Linked DNA regions of Mus musculus: regions 2 and 3 are each linked to region 1. Evidence: chromatin contacts called from public Hi-C data. All regions are on one chromosome and are shown on one strand. The core of a region is the stretch at or near the end of the contact, and the rest is flanking DNA. Distances in the headings are between cores, read along the strand shown. Region 1 overlaps Gsg1l (GSG1-like). Region 2 overlaps Gsg1l (GSG1-like). Region 3 overlaps Gsg1l (GSG1-like).

What was found. Hi-C and Micro-C count contacts between places; a contact is called where the count stands out from the background.
Region 2: a Hi-C map of cerebral cortex shows a contact between it and region 1, with 2.2 times the contacts expected there. The contact joins two enhancer-like sites. A contact is called at or near these places in 5 of 484 Hi-C or Micro-C datasets (the G1E-ER4 cell line, cerebral cortex, cortical neurons and 2 more) and 1 of 115 datasets of contacts at active chromatin or transcription factors (cardiomyocytes).
Region 3: a Hi-C map of forebrain shows a contact between it and region 1, with 2.1 times the contacts expected there. The contact joins two enhancer-like sites. A contact is called at or near these places in 4 of 484 Hi-C or Micro-C datasets (forebrain, muscle stem cells, nephron progenitors and 1 more) and 3 of 115 datasets of contacts at active chromatin or transcription factors (SST interneurons, craniofacial prominence and stem cell-derived neural progenitor cells).

What each region holds. Positions count from the first base shown.
Region 1 is chr7:125,886,367-125,890,133 of GRCm38.p6, forward strand. All of the region lies in intron 6 of Gsg1l (GSG1-like), which reads right to left. Among named protein-coding and RNA genes, the nearest start is that of Gm51456, 65 kb to the right of the region's middle. Within about 2 kb of position 2,110, at least 15 of the 459 cell types and tissues checked have an H3K27ac peak or open chromatin away from gene starts, as enhancers often do. A contact at or near this core is called in cerebral cortex, cortical neurons, forebrain and 1 more, where this site is marked.
Region 2 is chr7:126,064,949-126,068,715 of GRCm38.p6, forward strand. The region is part of intron 1 of Gsg1l (GSG1-like); the gene reads right to left. Among named protein-coding and RNA genes, the nearest start is that of Gsg1l, 16 kb to the right of the region's middle. Within about 2 kb of position 1,978, at least 24 of the 459 cell types and tissues checked have an H3K27ac peak or open chromatin away from gene starts, as enhancers often do. A contact at or near this core is called in cerebral cortex and cortical neurons, where this site is marked.
Region 3 is chr7:126,030,044-126,033,810 of GRCm38.p6, forward strand. All of the region lies in intron 1 of Gsg1l (GSG1-like), which reads right to left. Among named protein-coding and RNA genes, the nearest start is that of Gsg1l, 50 kb to the right of the region's middle. Within about 2 kb of position 1,673, at least 45 of the 459 cell types and tissues checked have an H3K27ac peak or open chromatin away from gene starts, as enhancers often do. A contact at or near this core is called in forebrain and muscle stem cells, where this site is marked.

The sequences.
Region 1 (3,767 bases), core at 860-3,359:
CCCACACATCTCAACTATGTCACCCAGAATGCCCTCAAACTTGTAATCCTTCTGCCTCTCATCTGTGCTTGGCTTACAGGCATGGGTTACCCTGCCTTGCAGCAACCTATATTTTAATGAGAGTCCCCAAGTGTTTCTTAGCAACGGGCATGACTGGAATACTACTGCCTTGGATCAAAAATCAGACAAACAGAAAAGCATCGGCATGAATAGAGTTGAGCAGGCCTGTAACCTGGGCCAAGTGACAGTCCCAAGAGCCAGTTCCTTTGCTACAAGACAGAAAGAATGCTGATGACCTCATAGGGACCAAATTGATATCAGAATTTCATGGGGACCTACTGTGTGGACGCATGGCACTACCTTGTGGGGGACTCACTGTTGTATGGGGGATACACAACGACCACTGAACGACAGCAGGCTCCTGTGCTGGTAATATCAACACTCTGGTGGGAAGAGAGTGGAATGAACAAGCTAGCCTGGAGGTCAAAGAGTGAGCAGCAGGCAGGAGCCATGGGAAGAGGCCCCTGGGGGATGCCACCCATGCCCCAGGTGGGGAGGGGCCTGGCTCTGAGCTGGGAAAATGGAGTCAGGCTTGTATCTCAAAAAGATGGGTCAGGGAGATTGGCCCTAGACACAGCAATGTCCTCCCAGTCTATGACCAAGCAGACTGCAGCAGGCAGGAGCCACTCTGAACTGGCTCTGCGACCAGTGGGCCCCAAGGGCACAGGCAGCCCATTTTAAATACAGAAGCCTGCTGGGAACATAGCCACATACCTGCCATCCCAATCCAGGTGGTGGAGACAGGAAAATGACAAGTTTGAGGCCAGCCTGGGCTACATAGTGAAATTCTACCTCAAAGCAAAATACAGAAGAAACCTAGCTTGAACCGGGATCATTCTCCATTCGACTCTCCACCCCAGCACAGCAGCACTAACTCCAGCTGGGACCCCTGACCTCCAGATGGCAGGGTCTCAGATGTCCTCAAGCTGCGTGCCTGTCTGAGTCCAGGAAATTGGCCTTGATATTTATTTTGAAAATATGGTCTGGTCTGCTTCCATTTTAATAACAGAAACAACTCTCGCAGTGTTCTATTGAATTTGATTTTGATCTAATCAAAATGCCAAGTTGCTCTAGGCCCACAGAAAGTCTTCCTTAAAATTCGTTGTGCTGTTCTGGGGGACAGCTATGGCCAAAGCCCATCTTGACAGAGCTCCCACAAGCTGCCTCTGTGTCCTGACAATGACAGGCTCTTGCAGAGCCCTGCCTCACGACACACCTGGCAAATCAAAGGCTTGTCCAAGGCATCAGACTTGACAGGAGCCGTGCGCTGCAAACCCCAGTCACCCCAGAGGATGACACAGATACCCAGATCGGATGGCAGCATCAATTCCATCAAATGTCACATCTGATGTGCTCCCAAACTAGCTGGTGGCACTGCAGAGCAGAGCAAGAAACTGTGGCAGAATCAAATCATAGAAGGACCAAGGGAGAAATAGCAACTTTGGCAGTAGTTAGAAGTGAAAGAAAGTTTATATAACTCTTCTTGTCAGACTAGCTGCTCTGGGAGGAAGTTGTGGGAGATGCTCCGAGGTGCAGTGGCAAGCGCTGAGCACCAACTGCGTGGTACTTGCTGAACTGGGTGCTTGGGCTAGAGACATGGACAAGATGGACAAGGTGTTTATCAGAGAGATGAGAGAAATGGGAAGCAGGGTGAGTCGGGGAGAGTCAGATGCTGGGAAGGAAAGAACCTGGCACCTGGGAAACTAGTCCACAGCTTAGGAGACAAAGCGAACCACACGAAGCTTTAGAGGGAGAGCATCTAGCAAGTACAAAGGTCCTAGGAAGTGAAAGAGCTTAAACATGGTGCAGCTGCTGCCTAAGGTGGCAAAAGGGAGGAGGATGGTGAGGCCGGGGTCCTGAGGCATGAGCTGGAGCCCTCGGTGAACAGAAACATCTCCAGTGCCGAGCTGGGTTTCATCGCAGACTGGATTATGTGAGGTCTCTCTGCTCAGCAAAGTTGCCTAGTAATTCTTCCTTCTTACGTCCGGATCAGTCATCAAAGAGCTAGCAGGCAGGAGCTTTGCTGAGCGCACACAGCAAGTGTTTAATAATGTGGCTCCCTGACACCCTCCTCCCCCATGCCTCCTGCCGGCAAGCTGTGCCCGGCAGGATCTGAGCAGCTGCTTCATGAGGAAATATTGCAAAACTCGCCCAAGCGATTCCAAAATATTTTCTGGGCAGCAACCCCACAGCCGCTAAGAGGCCGGGTTCTGGGGACCGGCTGCTTCTCTAGGCTGTTAGCACTCTACTCTTGCTGGGTTCCCATCCTCGGGACCCAGCCTGGAGAGATGGGTCCACACGGACAGTTCCTCCACACTACTGAGCCTTCATCCCCTCTGTTACTGCCTGACTATATGATATTGGGTAAGCCCAGTCTTTTGGTTTGCTGAGACAAGGTCTCACCATGCAGTCCAGGCTGGCCTCAAACTTATGATCTTCCTACCTTGGCCTGTGAATACTGGGATGACAGGAACGTGCCACCATGTCTGGCCAAAGCTATTCTTGGCCTCCTAGGGTTCTTTGTTCTGTCATCCACCGGGCTGAATTGACTCAGTGAATGAAAGAGCTCATCCTCTCAAGCCCCTGTACTGTGCCCTAGATAAGGTGCCACACCCTGATGTCTCTGGCTAGTGGGGATTCCACCATGGCTCTTGCCGCACTGTGCAGCAACAGAATGGGCCTTGCTGTCCTACAGACTTCTGGGGCCCAGAGGAGCCTATGAGCAGGGATAAATGAGTGAGTGATTAAATAAGAGAGTGGATGGATGGATGGATGGATGGATGATGGGTGGGTGGATGGATAGATGGATGGATGAGTGGGTGGATAGATGGATAGATGGATGTGTGGATGGATGGATGGATGGATGGATGGATGGATGGATGGAGAGATGGATGGATGGATGGATGGATGGATGGAGAGATGGATGGATGGATAGATGGAGAGATGGATGGATGGATGGATGGATGGATGGAGAGATGGAGGGATGGATGGATGGATGGATGGATGGATGGAGAGATGGAGAGATGGATGGATGGATAGATGGATAGATGGAGAGATGGATGGATGGATGGATGGATGGATGGATGGATGGATTGGGTAATGGGTGGGTGGATGGATAAGTAAGGGAACAAGTGAATGTCTCACATGCATCATAGAAACGACTTCTTTAGAGAAGCCAATCCCTGCTTTGTCACAGGCATCCATCCTCAGGACTCCTGGTGGTCCCCACAAGCCCCAGGAGCATGGCCATCTCTACTGTCTGCCCTAATGGAGGACACTGAACAGAGATGCTTGGGAACTGAGACTCCTTTCTCTCCTGTGAAGCCAGAATGGAGAAAGCCTTCCCTATTCACTCTTTGTAGCCTTTGGGCACAGATCCCTGCACGTGCCCTTCTCCAGAGATGATCTTGTAGTGTCTCAGCACCAGCCATGAAGTTCACATCCCTCCAGTGGGCCTGTGCTCTCCCTCCATCCACCTTCTACCTCAGAGATGCCCCCACAGCCCCCAGACTCAACACCAGCAAAGCCACAAGACTTCTTACCAAACTCTTCTATTGATGGTGACACACACCTTTGAAGGTTCCTGCAGAAGTTCTGTGTGACCCCAAGGCTCCTCTCTCCCTGCTCTTGCTCTAATGATCATGGCGGGGGTGGGCATACCTGCTGAGTGCCAGCTAGCAACAGCATGGCTCCACACTCTGGTAGCC
Region 2 (3,767 bases), core at 728-3,227, 180 kb after region 1:
TCCTGTCAGTACTGCATCCACAGAACAACAGAAGATTCCTAAGGACAGGCATCTAAGTTTGTTCCTCACAGTATCCTTAGTACAAAAAAGAAGGAAGGAAGAGGAGGAGGGGGAGGAGGAGGAGGGAAAGGAGGAAAAGGAGGAGGAGGAGAAACTGGTACTGCACATTCAACAGGACTCAGAAGTGTTGTATCATCACCACCATCTTCTCCTTCTCCTCCTCCTTCTCCCTCTCCCCCTCCCCCTACAAGTGACTACAAGTGCCAGGGATGGGTACCTTCCAAGTACTTCGAGGAGTCCCCAAGAAATAAGAGCCTCATCTGCTGGGCTCTAGCTGCTTAGATATGCAGCAAGACCTGCCCAGGGCTCTGGAGCCACCAGGCAAGCTGACTGACCCCGGCACCTCTTAAAAGCAACTCAGATGCAGCAGCCCCACATCTTCCCGTCCTGTGTCTTATCCTGTCACACTCTCTGCCTTCCAAGTGTTCTATAAGGACTTGATAGCAGCAAACATGTCTTGCGTGTCCTAGGGTTTGACTGCCAGACACAATCTAGACAAGGGCCTAGGAACCCCACCCCCACCCCTACCAGCCCCACGTGGATTTTTAGCCTTGTTTTATTGGTGGGTAAAATGAAGCACCATTTGGCAGAGTGACTTTCTCAAGATCACACAGGAGACTCTCTCACAGGACAGAAGAACCCCATGCCACCCACTGTTCATCCACAGTGCCTGTGGGACAAAGGTTCAGAGGCCAGGATGGGGAGGGGAGTCTGCCTCGGTCCTAGTGCAGTGCTGAGCTGATCACAGACATGGGGTGACTGGATAAATAGCTGAAGTTCTAACTTTCCTCCTGCTTCTGAGTCCTGGCCACTCTCCCACTCATCCTTTCTCTTTACTTGAGTCTATCCTTAGCAGAGGATGGAGCTCCTAGGACAAGCCTGGTGCCCTGCCTAGCCACCTCTCACACACAAACACAATGCTCATAACACAGAAGGTACGGCAGGTCTCAAGCTGCTGGGAAACTGGCCACGGTCACTTCTAGACCACACAGAGGTTTCTACAAATCCCCTAGTCACTGGGGGCAGCCAGGAAGGATCGAGGAATGGCACTGCCCTGCAGCAGCACACACACCCCACACACCCCACTCTCCACTGCACCCACACCTCCACATTGCCCTGTCCAGGTTCCAGACCAACCTGATCATCCATCACCCATCCACGCAGCATCCACCATGCCCAGGGCTGAGATTCGTGGCATTGGGGGCTGCCCTGTTGGTGCCCTGAAGGAGAGAGTAAACTTGCAGCTGGGGTGGACTGAAACATGCTGGGAACCGGAGTTGCACATCGTGAATTTCCGTTAAGACAGGACTACAGACTGCCTTGGGTGGCAGGGAGCAAGCCTTCTCCCACATTCAACCCCCAGGAGATGAGAAGGAGAGAGCATACCTGCAAGTATCAGTATGGAATGGAAACAAATCCAGAAAAGGCAGGACTCTGAAAGAAGCTAAGTCCTTGAGCCAGACTTAGAAGGAGAAAGAAATGAAGGGACGCAGGCGAGGAGGAGGAGGAGGAGAAGGAAGCCATCACCCATTTGTGAATAAAGGAGAGTTCAGAAGGTACCCCTCTCATACCCAAGGATAAGAAGTAAGCCAAAGGGAGGGTCCACACCAGTAATCTCAGGATTTAGGAGACAGGAAGGAGCCAGCCTGGGCTACATAGCCAGAGAGACCTCATCTCAAAGAAGAAAAGAGAAGAAAAAGCCAAGAAGAATAAAGAGAAGGAGGGAGGAAGGAGTCAAGCAGGCAAGCTAAACAGTAGCCTGGCATACGGGGGTGGGTGGGGTGGAGGGAGTGGGGGTGTGGGGTGGTCAACCTCCTTCTCACGCACTCACTGTGAGAAGTGCAAAGTCATTCACATTCCCTAGGGAAACACAAACCCCCAAGAAGCCTCCAGCGCTCGCTCGCTCGCTCGCTGAGATACGAACAGATTTAGCCCAGGAGAACTGCCAGGGAGGCGAAACCGGAGCCAAATGAGGAGGGAATGGGCCCGGAAAGAGCTAGAAACACACAAAGGGCAGAAAGACACACTCAGAGGAGCGAACCGCAGGCTCAGTCCTATGGAAAAACTCACTCCAGCAGTGTAGAGCTCCAGTGGCCTGAAGCTCGGAGACTTACTTCACTCCCAGAGGACAAATGTGACGAGTCAGAGCCATAGCTAGCAGAGCTGAGGGACAGGCGACAAATTAATTAATTGGTTTATTTCTATTTATTTTATTTATTTGGTATTCTTTTGCAGTGGAAGCCAGGGCCTTGCTAGGTAAGCGCTCTCCCACTGAGCCACATCCCCAGAACTAGTTTTGGTTTTGTTTTTGTTTTTTTGTTTTTCAAGACAGGGTTTCTCTGTATAGCCCTCCCTGGCTGTCCTGAAACTCACTCTGTAGACCAGGCTGGCCTGGAACTCAGAAATCGGCCTGCCTCTGCCTCCCAAGTGCTGGGATTAAAGGCGTGCGCCACCACCGCCTGGCTTAATTTTATTTTTTATCTTTCTCTCATTTGCCTGCATTTTGAGACAGGGTCTCACTTATAGACCAGGCTGGCCTCAAACTCACAGAGATATGCTTGCTTCCACCTCCAGAATGCTGGGATTTGTGGGAGGGTGGGCAGTAGATGTGTGACATTCTCCAACCTACCAGGCAAGGGTTTCCCTTTCTTTGATATGTGTTCTCTGTGCTGGAGCTGGAACTAGGACCTAGAACCTTCTCTGTCATTGGCATCACCTTGCACATCTTTAGAAAACCAAAAAGAAGCAAACGCAGAACACAACACAGGGAAAGCAAGATCCACCATCTACTAGGAGGCCTTGAAGCTGGTCTGGCATGGACACACCCTGGGCACAGGGCAGAGGAGTGGGAGGTGGTGCGGGTCTGCGATCCCAGCACTAGAGAGGCAGAGGCAGAAGGACCTCTGAGTTACAGGCCAGCCTGATCTATACAGAAAGTTCCGGGCCATCAAGGGTTACACTCAGGATGGGTAGGGGTAGAAAAGTGGGAGGTGCTTGAGGCCCAGAGATGCCAGGAGCTGAGGAAAGGGCTCTAAACTGTCTGGAATGCAAATGCCAGTGATGAAGCCAGAATAAACCCCAGCAAAACTGTGAGACAGAAAAGAAGAACTGACCTGGAAGACAGACCGGCAGTCAGTCCCATCAGTGAGTGTGTTCTAGAGGACTGGAAATGGACGAGCGTGAAGATTAAGACCTAGAGCGCCCACAGCTGCAGAAGGTGGAGGGACTTGAGCAGCAGGAAATCCAAGTTGGTAGTGGCAGCTGAATTAACGAAAGGCAGCCTGGTGGTTTCCCAAATAGTAAACATAGTTCTCTCAGAGTCCCCAAACCCACATTATTTGGTGTTTAGAACAGCGATATCTGTGTCCACCTGTTTACAGCAGAAGTGTCCATAATTATTGCCTGACCTTGGAAACAACCAAGATGTCTTCCCACGGGTGAAATAAACCATGATATGCCCAGTGAGTGAAATATTATTTAGCAGTAAATAAATAAGCTATAAAATGAAAACTATGTGGAAAGGTTGTGTTTGTGGCTGTTGGAGGGTGTGTGCTGGGTATGCCTGAAAGGAAAAGGGAAAGGAAGGGAGAGAGGAAGGGAGGAAGGGATGGAGGGACAGAAGGATAGAGGGTGGGTGAGAAGGGAAGGAGGGAAGGAGGGTGGGCAGAGGTTACATTATTGTTTAGTGATAAAAGCTAGACTGGAAA
Region 3 (3,767 bases), core at 423-2,922, 140 kb after region 1:
TCTGCCCCATCACAGAGCCTCACCTCCCACTCTGAAGGTCCATGCCTTATAATTATTTTATATCTGCTCCCTACTCACACCCAGGGAGCCGGTCCAGACAGGAAGGGAGGCTCCTGGGAATCCAGTGAGAACACCATTGGCCAGGGCAAAGCTCAGCTAGCCTTCACTCACTCCCAACCCATTGCTGCATGGTTGTTTTGAAACAAACTCTCAACACTGAGTCAAAAGTCATCTTATAAAGACTCTCAATAAGACAAAAGGAAGCCCATGGCTTCCTGGACCCCAAGGTTCTACTCCCCCAAGGCTGCTGGCTTTCTGCACCCAGACCTCCCTCCCTGCTAGGACCCCCTGGTCTGCTGTCCTCAGAGGCATGGCTGGAGGACTGGACTCAGAAGTTGCTTTTCATGAAGTGGCTTCAGCTTTCAGTAGACCCATCCTTACTCAGATCCCAGGGAGCCAGAGGAGGGTCCCAGAAATCACCAGCTGAGGGAAAAGCTGGCTTATTTTGACTTTTGACTTCACATCCAGGCCAGGTTCCAGGTCACCCAATAGGCTCCTCCTTCAGTCTAGGTCTCACTGAGAAAGAGGCACTGTGGACTATGAGAGAAGGCAGGGTGAACAGGGTCAACGGGAGGCTGGGCAGATCAAGCTCCCTAAAAGGAGGCTTGTGTGGTTGTGAGTTCAAATCCCATCTCAGCCACCCGTTAAGCCAGAGACACCAGACAAATAACGCTTTTCAGGTCATTCGGTTGGAGAGTTTCTTCTCCAGTGAAGGGTGAACAGTCAAGCCTTCTATTCTGACATAAGGTCTATATGAGGGAATGGGTATAAACCTGCCTCTTAGCTAGGTTTAAATCAGGAAGACCTGCAAAGGCATTGGCTCCACCCTCCTTTCCATTACTCTCTGCTTGAAAGGAAGTACTCTAAGGAAAGTGAGGTCTGGATTCATGTTTATTGTCTACTTCTGCCTATCTGTGCAACTTTGGTATGTTGGTCCACCTCTCTGATCCTTTTCCTTGACTGCCAAGGGGAAATTATCTAAATACGATGGCCTCCTCCTAAGCACGGGCTATACATATCAAGATCTCCAGTGGATGCCTAAAAACTACAGAGTCCCAGGTCCTGTAGATACTGTGTGCTCTCTAAGGCACGGTGAGAATGTAGTAACAGTTTTCTGAGTCTGGTCTTTCTCTTTCTCTCCTGAGTGGTATGCTGTGATGGTCTCTCTGTAAAGGATGACCAATGGGAGGGGATATTAGACACCACAGATATGCCAGACAAACCGATGATTCGCATCTGAGGTGGGACAGAGGGCACTGGACCCCATCTTGGTACCCAGAATGCCTCACAACTTAAAACTTATGAATTACTTATTTCTGGGATTCCCTGTTTATTGCTTTTATTATATCTGGCCACTGATTGACAAAACCACAGAAAGTGAATCCATGGGTTAAATAGGAATCAATATACTCCTTCTTTAGGTTTGTGGAAGGATTGAAATAGTAGAGTGCAAAGCACCTGCCATGGGTTTGGCGCCACACATCAGAGCTATCGTTTCCTCTTTCCCCGGGTTTCAGGTAAAAAAGCGTTACTCCTACAAGGAGAGCCCTGAGCATCCCTGAAAGCCAGAGCAGGAAGCTGTGATTCTGCGTGCTCAGCAGGAGCAGGGTGGGAATCTGGCAGAGCCACAAGCAGAAACAAGGAAAGAGGCCAGAGACAGATGCCTAGTGCTGGCAGAGATACAAGGATGCTGCGGATTGGCCAAGTTGCCCTTGGCATGAAAACACAGAAGCTCAGGTCTAGAGCTTGATCGGTGAGAGAGGGGAATGTGGGGAGCCCCCAGCCGTGGCTGAGCCTGGGGATTGTGATTCCGTTCGACACCCCAGCAGATGGTGAAGCTGAGATTTCTGCAATAAGGGTGGGAAGAGACTGAAATAGGCAGGAGGTGGAGGGCAGTGTAACCTTTGCCTCACAAAGCCGGCTAACAAACTTTGCATTTGCTAGCATGGAGAGATTTGCTAGCATGGTCTGGTCTGGTCTGGTCTGGTCTGGTCTGGTCTGGTCTGGTCTGGTCTGGTCTGGTCTGATCTGGTCTGATCTGGTCTGGTCTGGTCTGGTCTGGTTAAGAAGTGTATCACTATGTAATGCCTGGTCTGGTCTGGTCTGGTCTAGCCTGGCCTGGCCTGGTCTGGTCTGGTTTAGTCTAGTTTGGTTAAGAAGAGTATCACTATGTAATACAGAGGCTTCAACTCACTGTGTAACCCAGGCCATCTCATGAGTGCTATAAGAACATAAGCGCACCCCATCCCCTGTTCTGCACCACACGGTGTGCACACTCTTTGTATCAAGCTCTTTTCCAGTTTCTTTACACATGCAGCTCATCGGCACAACAGCCCTAAAGAAGAAACTGAGGCATGAGAAGCTTGGGTCTAACATCACACAGCCACAGGCAGTGTGGCACAGAGCCTTTGTTCTGGCTACTACCCTGCACTGTCTCTTAGCAGAGTTGGCAGGATCTAGAGAAACCCATTTGTCCTGTGGGAAGTCTCCAAACAGGACTCCACAAATAGCCAGAAGAACCTGTAGTTTCCCAGAAGAGAGCCAGCTGCAGGCTGGCCCCGAGTTGGACTCTGGTCCTGAGTTGGGCCCCACAAAGAGCCAGAGCCTTGGACATGCATGCAGGTACCTTTTCCTATAGCAGGTAATTTCAGTTTGCAGGGAGAATAGAAAATATCAGAGTCTGGTCCCCGGTAAATGCACCAATAGGAGACAATGGGCAGGGGTGAAAGCCGCACACTGGCCAATTGGAAGGAACAGAGCTGGGGGCTGGGTCCAGAGCAGACCAGCAGGCCCTGCAGGGAGCTTCTCCTCACACACCAGGCTGGCAGCAGAGCCTTGGCAAGCACTTCTTGGAGTTCTCTGGAGGCCTCAGCCAGTTGAACTGACAGGGCAGCAGATGGCACACACTTATTCGCTGATGATATTTCGATTTATTTATCTCTTACAGATGGTGTCAGGCCTTGATTCCTGGCAGGAGTCCAGAGTTGGGACATTTTTCTGGAGATAATGGTCTCTACAAGTGGAGGGCAGACTGGAGACAGAGCCCCTGCCAGCACCCTGACTGGCACCACCGTGGCCTCCAGACACCTTTGCCCTGGCATTTGAGGAACTGTGGGTAAACCAAGGAGACAGATTAATTCTACAAGATTCCAGACTCACAGAACCTAAATTCTTATTCATGGTTGACATTCTAGCTGGGCGTGGTGGTGCATACCTTCCATCCCAAGACCAAAGGATCACATGTTCAAGGCCAGCCTGAGCTATATAGCAAGACTCTGTTTCAAAAACACAAAACAGGTGTTGCCGCTCCTGGTCCTGTATTCTGGTCCCCACTTTTACAAACCCTATCACCAAGGGCAGGCTCTCTGTCTTTTAGGTTCCACAGTTATGTAGGAAGGTGCTATGAAAATGACCACAGCCTGAGAGACGCAGGGATAAAGAAATTCTGTGCTCTCCGCCTCACAGGGATGGTTGCATATGTATGACCTCATTGCACTCACAAGATGAACACAAAAAATGATCAGAGTTCAAGTCTAGCTCGGGTTTCATAGTAAGTTCAGGGCTCTGTACTACATCATGATATCGTCTCTTAACCGAACCAATCAAAACCAAATCAACCTGACCAGACCAAACCAGACATCTCCGTGTTAGCAAATGCAATTTGTTGGCTGAACCAAAAACTTTGTGTTTCCACACAGCTGTCACAC